3 separate regions of the Mus musculus genome follow, and regions 1 and 2 are each linked to region 3. Evidence: chromatin contacts called from public promoter capture Hi-C data. All regions are on one chromosome and are shown on one strand. Each heading gives the region's core, a stretch centred on a gene start, on an enhancer-like site or on the middle of the called end of the contact. The rest is flanking DNA. Distances are from core to core; before and after follow the strand shown.

Evidence for each region. Promoter capture Hi-C pulls out the DNA fragments that hold promoters and counts their contacts. Capture Hi-C pulls out chosen DNA fragments and counts their contacts.
Region 1: a contact with region 3 is called in a promoter capture Hi-C map of liver, with 3 times the contacts expected there. The contact joins the promoter of Lrg1 here to the promoter of Crb3 in region 3. A contact is called at or near these places in 3 of 39 promoter capture datasets (hippocampal neurons and liver), 2 of 484 Hi-C or Micro-C datasets (CD8 T cells and liver), 1 of 115 datasets of contacts at active chromatin or transcription factors (pancreatic cancer cells) and 1 of 9 other capture datasets (macrophages).
Region 2: a promoter capture Hi-C map of liver shows a contact between it and region 3, with 2.2 times the contacts expected there. The contact joins the promoter of Tnfaip8l1 here to the promoter of Crb3 in region 3. A contact is called at or near these places in 3 of 39 promoter capture datasets (the SN4741 cell line, liver and pre-B cells), 1 of 115 datasets of contacts at active chromatin or transcription factors (pancreatic cancer cells) and 1 of 9 other capture datasets (liver).

What each region holds. Positions count from the first base shown.
Region 1 is chr17:56,119,679-56,123,358 of GRCm38.p6, forward strand. Lrg1 (leucine-rich alpha-2-glycoprotein 1) reads right to left here and starts at 2,268. Exons shown (of 2, transcript NM_029796.2): 1 at 2,183-2,268; 2 at 1-1,266. The coding sequence starts at 2,208. The coding sequence ends at 264. Sema6b (sema domain, transmembrane domain (TM), and cytoplasmic domain, (semaphorin) 6B) reads right to left here. Exons shown (of 17, transcript NM_001130456.1): 17 at 3,407-3,680.
Region 2 is chr17:56,160,346-56,164,070 of GRCm38.p6, forward strand. Tnfaip8l1 (tumor necrosis factor, alpha-induced protein 8-like 1) reads left to right here and starts at 2,146. Exons shown (of 2, transcript NM_025566.3): 1 at 2,146-2,261.
Region 3 is chr17:57,060,873-57,064,914 of GRCm38.p6, forward strand. It overlaps Crb3 (crumbs family member 3), which reads left to right and starts at 1,359. Exons shown (of 4, transcript NM_177638.5): 1 at 1,359-1,501; 2 at 1,723-1,894; 3 at 2,765-2,826. The coding sequence starts at 1,822.

The DNA.
Region 1 (3,680 bases), core at 1,018-3,517, 940 kb before region 3:
TCAGTCAGCCTAGGAGCCGTTTTATTAACTGCTTTGGTGACCCCTGAAACAGACGTGTCAAAGCCAGATAAACACAAGGTGGCCTGGGGGCCGGCACAGGAAGAGTGAGAGGTGGAAGAGTTGTGGCGAGTGGAGAGGACCCAGAGAGGGAGTCCGAGAATAGCATTCCTGGCTGAGGGAATGAGGAATCTGCACACTGACATGGGACCACATTGGCTCAGTGGCGAGCGGGGTGCCCTTGGCCAGCACCCCAGCCATCATCCTCACAGGGACCCCAGCTCTGCCACGTCCAGCAGCCGCTGACCCTTCATGGCCTCGGGCCCCGCACAGCGCGTGTCGTTCTGTGAGAACATCTTGTTTCGGTTGGCGACCAGCCAGCGGCAAAGGTCCGCCAGGTTCTTGTCACAGATCCAGGGGTTGTGGGAGATGTCGAAGCCGTCCTGCATGTCGCGGGTCGGCCTCCCCAGGAACGCCCACAGGCCCGGGGGCGTGCTGGACAGAGAGTTATTGGACAGATCCAACATATCCAGGTGCTGTAGGCCCTGGAAGGAGCCGGTCGCCACCCCGACCAACTGGTTGTCATTCAGGAACAGGACGCGCAGGAACGGTTGGGGCGCAAGCAGGCTATCCTCCAGCCTCTGCAGTCGGTTCCCTTCCAGGTGCAGGCGCTGCAGCCGCCTTGGGCCCCGCAGGAGTCCCTCGGGCAGCGACTCCAGCAGGTTGTACCCAAGGTCGAGGGTGTGCAGGGCGCCGAGGCTGGCGAGGAGCCCGGAGGGCAGCGAACTCAGCTGGTTCTCCGCCAGGTCCAAGTGGCCCAGGGCGTCCAGGCCCTGAAGCCATTGCGCGCTCACCTCCCGCAGCTGGTTCTCCCTCAGGACCAGGGTGCTCAGGTTGGCCGAGGTGCTGAACAACCCGGGGGGCAGGCTGCGGAGAGCATTGCGGGTCAGATCCAGGGCGCGCAGCCGGGGCACGGGCGCCAGCAACTCGGGAGACAGCGCCTGCAGGCGATTGCTCGAGAGGTGCAGCTCCCGCAGACCCGGACACCCTTGCAGGGCGGCGGCGGGCAGCTGCGTCAGGTTGGAGAATTCCACCGACAGATGGACAGTGTCGGCAGGGAGGGAGCTCGGAAACTCGGTGGGACCATGGCAGGAGACGGTGCTACCCTCAGCCGACTGCAGTATCAGGCATTCCTTGAGGCTGGACACCCTGCCCAAGAGGGCCAGGAGAAACAGGGTTCTGGCAAGGCAGGTCTTGAGATCCTGGAGGCTGAGGTTAGTGAACCATGGTGAAAAATATCTCCCCTTCTTCCCGTCCCCGTGGCCACCACCCTAAACTGTACCCACTGAGTCCTTCCTCACCAGGACTGGAACAAGACGATCCTCATGGTTTGTTTCCTGAGTCTATTTTTGTCTCCTTAGCAGGGTGGGTGGGTGGCAGAGCCAGTGAGCTCCTATTTATTCTGCAAAGCCCCAGGAACACTATACCCTGGGTTTCATTCTCACAAAGCAGCCCCTGATCCACAGCAAAACTTACCTCTATGACTCTTAAACTTCCTGGGTCTGACCCCCTACACACTTCCTCCCCTGCTACCACCTCTAACAGGTTACCAGTTATTAAGTATTCCCAGTCCAAGTACCTAGTTACTTCTAACCTGGTTTGTATCCTGGGTCTACCCCTATCTCCCTAGTTGTCTGTTCAGAGGGAGAGTCAGTGGACTCGTGTTCACTCTGCAAAGCCCCAGCCACAATGCTTGGCTTTTCACCAGCCCTTTTCTGCCATTCTCAGGAAGGCAGAAGCTTCCAGATTGGCCTTATCCTTTCTTCGTCCAGCTCTCATATGGCTTGTGTGGTCAGCACTGGGTGTTCAGGGAGAACTCAGGGTCCAGGTGAACAGGAATTCTTCTGTACGCATATCTGGTCTCCACAACAGCCCTCAGAGGCCTGTCGGGGGCTTCCTGATTTGCAGTGGGTATGACCAAAGCCTCAAGCCTGGGACCTGGGACAGGGACCCTCTCCCATTCCTGCTCAGGGGGCCTCTGGCAGTCTGTCTGGAAGTAAGCCTGTTTGTACAGCCTGCAGGCCTGAATCTGTTCCTGGCCACCTCAGTGGATCAGACTAATGTCCCCATGATTGTGCTTAGCTTGGTGCCAGGTCTGCCCAGAACTGGTCAGGTAGAGACCTACCTTCCTTGATGCTGCCAAGAGACCATAGCTGCTCCTCTATGTCTGTCCTCAAGACCCCAGGAAGGTGGCTTTATATAGTCCCCACCCCAACTCTGCTCTGAGGCAAAGCAGGAAGAGCCCAGGGCCGGGTCAACATTGCTACATCCCTTCCTGGCAGTGACTGTGGCATCCTGCCCACCCTTTCCCAGACTTTCTGCAGCTTTTACTTCCTAGTTAAGGGTGAGGTGGGGATTGCTCTACCCAATGTCTCCTAGGCTGAGTCCTCTCCCACCAGGATCCAGGGACTGAGTTTGCAATAAGAGCAGGAACGTGGCTGCTCTTTGAGCAGGTGACAGGAAATGTGTTGGAAAAAAAAAAATCTCTGGTCTTGAACACCTGATGTGTTGTTTGCTTTTTATGCTCAAGTAGCTTTCCTACTGAACAAGGAGCAATGCCTGGCTCTGATTGTAAAGTCTTCCACAAGGAACCAAGCAGGTCTGGCTTAGGTTCTCTGGGACTCAGTTTCCCTGCCTGCACAGCTGAACTTGATTGTCAAGAGATTCTTTGGTGATTCCATCTACCTGAAGTGCAGTAGGTGCATATGTCTGTTGTGAAGACACACCTCACATGTCATCTCATTATAGCACAGGGTTGGAGTATGGAGGCTGGAGAATCACTTCGACTTTGACATCAGACTGGGCTACATACTGAGACTGTCCAACAACAAAACCCACAACAGCAAAATGCATTTCAAGGCTATGAATTTGCCTTTGAGGACACCTTTGGCTGTATCTATGTGTGATGTGCACACACACTTGCACAGGCTACAGGTTGATTCTGGGTGTCTTCCTCAATGGTTCTCCACATTGTCTACTGAGGCAGGACCTCTCATTAACTGGGCTAGGCTGACTTGCAAGAGGTCAGGGACCTTCCTGTGTCTGCTTCCCAAGTGCTAAAATTACAGGCATGTACCATTACACCTGGCCTTTTCTGTGAGTACTAAGGGATTCAAACTCAGGTCTTCTTGCTTGCACAGGAAGTGTTTCCCCTGCAATCAGCTAGTTCCTCCTTGTTGTCATCTCATCTTAAAGTTTTCCAGGTTGTCACCCCTTGACATGACCTCTCCTCTCAGTCTGGGATTCTAAGAGGCCAATCCCCCATTTGCCTGTGAGTGACTAAGAGCAGGATTTCCTTCCCAAGTATTTCCAATCACCCCCAACAAACAGCTGACCCAGAGTCAAGGGGGCCGGTGGATGTAAACAGAGTTTTATTGATGGGGATAGGGCTGGAGAGGGTCCTGGACTCAGCTGGCCACGTGGCATGCATGGTCAGCTGGTGGTCGAAGGGGATGTCACAAGTGGGGACGGGTGGCATGGGCCTCTCTGACCACCCCAGGGCTGTATTTACAGGGGCGTCTGCCCACCTCCACCCTCCCAAAACCCCCACAAGCCCTTTAGAAGCAGGTTCCCCCATCTCCCAGCCTGGACCCCCAGGTCCCCTCTGCAGGAGCAGGATTTGA
Region 2 (3,725 bases), core at 896-3,395, 900 kb before region 3:
ACAACAAGACCAAACTTCCTAATAGTGCCACTCCTGGGCCAAGCATATATAAACCATCACATGAGCTAATCTTTTAATCTCTGTTTTCTCATTCTAAGACGATCCCTCCTAACCCCCTAACCTTTATTGATCTCTGCGGTCTGAAGCTTTGTTCCCATCCAACACTAGCTCTGTCCTCTCCCCAGCCCCAGGTACCCACCACCCTATTTCCTGTTTCTGTGGCTCTGATCAATGCAGAGAACTCCTGGGAGTGGGACTGTACGGGATGCATCTGTGTGTGGCTCACATCACCAGATATCATGGGGACCTGGTGTCTGAATGGCCTCTCTCTTCCAGGCAGAGTAATATTCCCCCCTCTCTAGGCAGCATGCCTCATCTCCTCTCTCCAGTGATGGACACGTAGCCTGCTTCCATCGTTTGGCTACGGTGAATAATTCAATTAAAATTGCCATAAACTCATGTCAGAATCTATCTTTCTACTCGAGTGTACCTAGGTGGGGAATGCCCTGGGGTCATGGAGGTTTTCCGGAAATTTCCAATTGTTTTCTATATGGTCCGGTGTGTGTCCCCTCATCCTTACAGACAATTTGTAAGTTGTTTATTATTATTATTATTTACTACTGCTTCTAAGCTGGGTAGGGGCTTAGGGCTTCCTGCATGCTAGGAAATAATTCTACCTCCGCCCATGCCCCCTTGCCCACTTGATCTAGAGGATCAAGCGCACCAGAGCACCTCTGCTAGACTCTGTGAGGACCTGGTGAGGGAGACACTGGCAGAGCCAGGGAAGACAGTCCACATCCTCACAAGAGCCCACTCAAGGCTTCACTGGGGAATTCTAGGCAGAGGCTCCACCCTGTCCACGACCCAGCCTCTCACCACGGGACTCTAGGCAAGTGGGAGGGGTAGGCTCTAGCCCTGAACCCACACAGCTGGGTTTGATCCCCACTTTATCACACCTATGATATCTGTGGGTTCCTCAGACTCTAAGTGCTCAAAAATCAGAAGCCCCCAAACCTGCTTCAGTGACACCTGCTTCCCCCCACACACCTCAAAAACACACTAATTGCCCTGGCTCATACTGGGGTATGAAAAACCTAGAGCTGTGGTCTCTGTCTTTGATACTGAGCTCTGTCTAGGGTCCTGTGTGGCTGTCACAAGGGTGAGCTCCTGGTACAGAGCAGATAGAGGCCATGTTCAGCACCCGGCAGAGCTGGGATGGCTACTGAACTTGTAAGTTCCTGGCCCAGAGCACAGACAATCTGAAATCAGGAAAGCCACTTGGGTCTGTGCTGCTCTAGGCAAGTCACTTAAGGTTTCTCTGGGTCTCAATTTCTATCTCTCAAAAGCCTGGATTTAGTTTTGTGTGTTAAGGCTCATGCAAGGAAGGTTAGAATGCAGTCAGCAAACACCTGAGGGGGCTTTCTGAAGAGGGAAGATGGCAGATGAGGCTTTTCCAAGTGTCCTTGCTGTGACAGGGCCATCCAGGCACAGGAAGTGCAGACCCGTGGTTGAGTTGGGGTGGAGTTTGGAGTAAGGTGGGGGTGTTGGGGATGGGTTGGGGGTGGTGGGAGTGTGGGAATCACTCCCAGACTGATTTTCCAGGTCTCACAGCTGCCCCCTGGGAGGTAGCTGGCCCTGTCTGGCCTCTGTCAGGGAGGTCATCACAGTGCCTCCCCCCTTACTCCAGAGACACCAACTGAAAGAGAGTCTCCGCAGTACTCAGGAACCCCAAAATTGTTGCAAGGCAAATGTTGGGGTGCATTTGTCATGGGAGTCCCAGGTGACACTCTAACTACCTAGTGGGTAAACTGAGACCCGCTCAGAGGGATGCAGGTGTCTCGCGGAGGCGCCTCTCTTCGCTTTGGCCTCTCAGATCTCTGTCGCGCGGTGCACGTATACCCCATTTTTCTCTGTCTCAGTCTCCTTCCTCTTCCTTCCAACACTTTCCCGCCACGGCATCCCTTGCGCTGGGCACCCAGCGCCGGCGCTATTCCGGAGGAATCTCCCGGCCGCAGACCACGCCCTCGCCCACGCCCGCGTCATGCCTCCCACCTCCTGGCAGAGGCTTGCTGCCATTGGCTCCTTCGTACACTGCCTGTGCGCTACCATTTGCTGAGCCAGTGAGCGTTTAGAGGGGGCGAGCCCTTTCTCGGGGGCGTGGCCTCCTAGCCAGCGGCCGGGCTCAGATCCAGCGGCCAATGCCTCTGGCCCCACAGAGGCACCTACAGAAAACTGAAGGCTTGACACATCCCGAGGAGCAGGTGAGCGATGGGGTCCTGCATTGGCTATCCTGGGTTCTTTCCGTCCCCTCCTATCCCCACACCGTCCTCTGTATATCCCGCCTCAGTTTCCTCTGTATACCTATTACTGACTGTGGGAGCATGGGTGTTGTGAGCAGGTTGCTGTGGGCTACTGTAATAGTCCTAACACATGTCCTCAAGAGGACACTTGATGGACTTGGCTCTGTACAAGTGTGCAGCCTGACTCCAGAATGGTCTAGGTATTCTCTGAGGTAGCCAGCTGGACCCCACTGTGGCTCTGGCTGGTGCAGGGTTACCCTGACTGGGACTGGCACTTCAAGCTTCCCATTGCCCGAGGGCTTGAACTCAGTTTTACCATCTGGGAACTGGGACAGTGGCTGTCACATAATTGGCAGGTGACCTGATCCAGGTCTGCAGCCTCCTGGCTCTTTCAGTGTTGGTTTGGAGGATAAACTGGGGTCCAGAATATGGGCTGCGGATGGCCAGAGAGATGGAGACACTGTCTCCAGAACCATATTCTGGTTTGTCACCTTTGTGAGCAGCGGGGCTGGAGAGGGACAGGGTGGAACACTAAACTGGAAACAGGCCTCTGGGTCACTTCCCGAGCTCCAGGCTGTGACGCCTCTGAACACCTTGCCTTGGGGTTAGGACACAGCTCAGACAAACCTGACTCACTTGAACAAGTAACTTAATTATAAGCCTCAGTTTCCCTGTCTGACTTGGGACAGTTGTTTCGTGACTCCCTGAGGCTTCTTGGGGGTGCTTAAACAGACAAAAGAGAGGCTGAGCCAGGGTGGGCTACACACCGAGGCTGTCTCTAAAACAAAAGGGACCCTAGGGTGTAGCCCAGTGCGTAGAGTGCTCACCTAGTAAGCAAGAGGCCTTGGGTTCCGGCCCAAACACAACATATACCAGGACATTTACCCATTTACCCAGTGCTTAGAATAGAGGCAGGTGGATGCCTGTAAGTTTGAGGCCAGGTCTACAAAGTGAGTTCCAGGCTAGCCATAACTATGTATAGAGATCCTGTAACAAACAACAGCCAACAGAGAAAGAGAGAGAGAGAGAGAGAGAGAGAGAGAGAGAGAGAGAGAGAGAGAGAGAGAGAACAGGAATGTAGGCTTTGAGTGCCAAACTTCCTGTTTTTCTGTCCTGGGACCTCAAAGTGGCCGCCTCTTCTCCACATGGAATGTCCTTGCACTTGAGACCTTTGTGCGTGCTGAGCCCTCTACAACCCTGGCAGATCAACACAGGCAGCGACAACTTTAAAACATAATAAGTTCATGATCTGGGCCGCACCTAGGATGTGGGTGACTGGGAGGGATGAGGGCGGGGCCATGGGGACTGTACAATGTAACAGAACAAAGAGAGTCATCACAGAACACCTGCCCTGGGCCTTCCCACACATGGTGAGCCAGACTTGGGCCAGGGCTGCTAGTTCCGTAATGGGTGAGTGGTGGATCC
Region 3 (4,042 bases), core at 109-2,608:
TTAGGGCCAGAGCAGAGATTTAAACAGAGTTTAAACCACCACTCCCAGGAAGGGACGACGCCTCATTTATTTATTTATTTATTTATTTATTTTTCTTGTTCAAAGACACAGTCTCTCTATGTAGCCACGGAATTTACTATGTAGACCGGGCTGATCTGGACCTCACAGAGCTCCACCTGGGATCTAAGGCGTATGCTACACTACAATGGGTGTTGTATATAGCCTTGTATGTGCTAGATAAACTAGCCACAGAACTCCAGCTGCAGCTCTATGGCTATTGTTGTTATTGTCCTTTTGAGCCAAGGTCTCTGTAGCCTCGCTGGCCTTGAATGTGCAGCAGTTCGCCTGCTTCGGAATCCCAGTTGCTGGGACGGCAATCACGTGCCATCATATCCGGTGCATGACCACCTTTTACCCAAAGATACATCCAGAGGTCATGCGGTCCCCACCCAAGCTGTGCCCATACATCTGTGGTGAACAGGTGAAAGTCCCACCCACTCCCTCTACCAGCTACCAGATGTTTCCATGCATAAGAGTTTCTGTGTGGGTGCCGTGGGACATCACTACTTCTGCGCAGACGCCCCAAATCCATGCTTCCTCACAGACACTTCCCTGGCAGGTGGACCTCATACGGATGTTCTTCAGTGTGGACATAAGGCCTTCCGTTAAGCTGGGCGAGATTCTGCACAGATCTTTGTCCGGTTTTTTTTTTTTTTTTTTTTTTTTTTAATACCGCACGGGTTTAATCTAAGCAGGTGTTCTGATTACACTCTGACTACAAGCCTACATGTATCTTTCTACAAAACTAGTCCTGTACAGGTTGGTTGATTTTTTTGGTTATGGGATGAAAATGGAACCCAGGGGTCTCAGGCATGCTAAGGAGGAATTCATGGCTGAGTAAGGGGCGATCCAATCACTAAGACATTCTTGGAAGGCGACCTTCACTAGGCCATTTAAGGCAGGGGTTCTGGCCCCGAGCCACGCTCCCAGCCCCTTTTACTTTTGAAATAGGGTTTATTCAGGCTGGCTTTGAACTTGGGGTCCTCCTGCCTCAGCCTCCAGAATACATTTAGAATACAGGTTAGCATTCCCAGGTCTGACTTCAGGGTGTGAGTTCTTCAGTGTTTCCCATCGGAGCCCGCCTCTTATAAGTGTGTATCTTTCTGGAGTGTCGCCACGCCCCCCGCCGGGGTATGCACCCCTGTGCTTACACCTGCTCATTTCCGCCCTCTGCGGTGCTCCGGGTCGCAATGGGGTTCCCGTTACAGGTGCTCTGGCGGCGCGGCCCCGCCCTCTTCGCCCCGCCCCTCTCAGCCAGGCTCAGGTGCACAAGCCGGAAGTGCGCTCTTTGCCCAGGTGGGTGACTAAACTTTCCGGGTCACGTGAGCGGGCGGGGCGGGTGGGATCTGGAGCGACCGGGTGAAGGACGGAGACTCGGGGTTCCAGCTGGGAACCCGGGATTGGGAACCTGAGCGAAGTCCCTCTCAGACGCTGGAGTCAGGTAGGGAGGCAGGGCGCGCAGCCTGTCCTGTCCCCACCTCCTCCTTCCCTTTTCCTGGCCCAAGAATGCGGTCGGGGAGTTAATCTTTAATCTCTGACCCTTGGCGCCGAGGGCGGGGAGCGCACTCCAAGATTGGGTTGCCTGTCGCTGGGCCCCGAGCCTGAGTCCAGCCCCTCACCCTATGCTGCGCCCTCTCCCCCCCACCCCGGTCTGGTCCCCAGGTCCTGGGTCGCAGGTGCCCTCCTCGACCCAAGATGCGGTAGGAATTGGCGCCTTGGGGAAGTCCTGTCCTTGGCGTCACCAACTCGTCGCCTAAACTCATGGCGACCCCAGGCCTGGGGGTGCTCTTGGCGTTTGGTTTGCCGATGCTGCCCTCCGGCTGGAGCCTAACAGGTAGGTACTGTCCGGGGCAGCGCTCGGGTGGGAGGAGGGTTCCCGGGTTGAACTCAGAAGTGCCGGGCATTTGCGACCCAGAGAGGGCGACAGGTCTGAGGAATGAGCTTGGAATGCGTTTGGAGACCAAGTTTGAAAGCTTCAGGGCTGAATTTCAAATTAGTTTAGCTGACCTGCGAACTTTTTTTTTTTCCAGTTTTTTTTTCTCCAGTTTTTTTTTTTTTTTCTTTTAACGTTGCTGAGGCTCGAACCAGCGTTTTTCTGAACGCTCCGTACCCGCAGCCTAGAATTCCTGAGTCCTTAAGTCTTGTGGAATTTAGGAGCTGGGGGTTGTTGGGCAGAGCCCAGAGGTGGAGGAGGGGAGGGAGAGCCTGGGCACCTGAGTCTGCATAGTTGAGAGTCTTAAGCAGTCAGGGGGACCTGGAGGGAGCCCAGCTGACAGGGCTGGCCCTCCGTAGGTGTGGACCCAGCCAGACCTTCCCTCAGTCTCTAGTTCCAGTTTCGGGAGCCTGGGGGGTGGGGGGACCTTGTGAGTCACATACTCCTGGGAAAGGTTGAGCCCCGCCCAGGTCCTTAAGGGTTCTGGGCCGGAGTGATGGTGGAGGGGGACACGGTTCTGGAAGCCATCTATTCTAATAGGCTAACAATGGTGACTCTGGGTGGTCAGATTATTACCTGCTGGGCTGAGGGTGGCCAGAGAAACCAGCATCACACCCGAGGGTGGAGTGGGTGGCCTGGCTGTACTTGCTGCCTCAATTCCAGCTGGAGACTTTGGAAGGCGTTTTGCAAGGTCTGACTGAGTGGTGTGTAAGTGATAACTAGTGAAGAAGACCCCAGCATGGATTTTTTTTTTCTCTTTCTGTTCCACAGCACCGGACCCTTTCACAAATAGCACAACTCAACCCCCAGGTGATGAGTCCAACGGGGGCCTGGTGAGTTGGGAAGGTGTAAGAAGGAAGAGCAAGTGTGTGAGACCAGAGTAGTATGGGACAAGTGGAGAGACATTACTATTAAAAGACCATGTGCGCCGGGCGGTGGTGGCACACGCATTTAATCCCAGCACTTGGGAGGCAGAGGCAGGCGGATTTTTGAGTTCAAGGCCAGCCTGGTCTACAAAGTGAGTTCCAGGACAGCCAGGCCTATACAGAGAAAAATAAAAGGCCATGTGCTAGGCAGATGCCCTGACTTTTAAATTATTTTTTTTATTGCCTGGGCAGTGGTGGCACACGCCTTTAATCCCAGCTCTTGGGAGGCAGAAGCAGGTGGATTTCTGAGTTCAAGGCCAAGCCTGGTCTACAGGGCTACACAGAGAAACCCTGTCTCGAAAAACTATATATATATATATATATATATATATATATATATATATATACACACACACATACATACATACATACATACATACATGGTTTAGTGGTTTAGTGTAGCTCAGGCTGGCCTCAAACTTCCTCTGTAGTCAGATGACCTTGGATCTTGGATTCTGGATCCTTCTGCTGGGTTAACATGTGTCCGCTATCATGCTGGGTCTATGGGGTGCTAGAAGTCAAACCCAGAGTTTTGTGCATGCCAGGCACGCACTCTACCCACAAAGCCACGCCAGTGGGACTTCTGTGTCCCAGAAAGGTAGCAAGCCATCTCTCCATAACAGTGGACAAGAAATTGTGTCTTGCTGGGAGTGGTAACCCATACATTCCAGGAAGAGAGAGAGAGAGGCAGGTGGAGTTCAAGGCCAGCCTGTTCTACATAGTGAATTCCAGGCTAGCCAGGGCTACTATGAGATCCTGTCTCATAACCAAACACAGTGTCTTGCCTGATGGGCATGGTGATACATACATGTCACCCTAGCACTCAGGAGGCTGAGACAGGAGGATTGCCACAATTTAAGAACAGCCTGGGGTATAGATGAGACCATGTGACAATAAAAACTCTGGGTGTGGTGGCACACACCTGTAATCCCAGTACCAGCTTTGTGGAGGAGGAAGAGGAAGGGGAGGAGGAGGAAGGAAGCAAGTTTAGGATTATTCTTAGCCATATAGTAAGTTCAAGATTATAGGAGACTTTGAACAAACAACAACACAAGAGCCAGGAAAACCAAGAGAACCGTATCTGGTCAGAAGCTCGGACACTCATAGTGTGGAAGGGACAGGA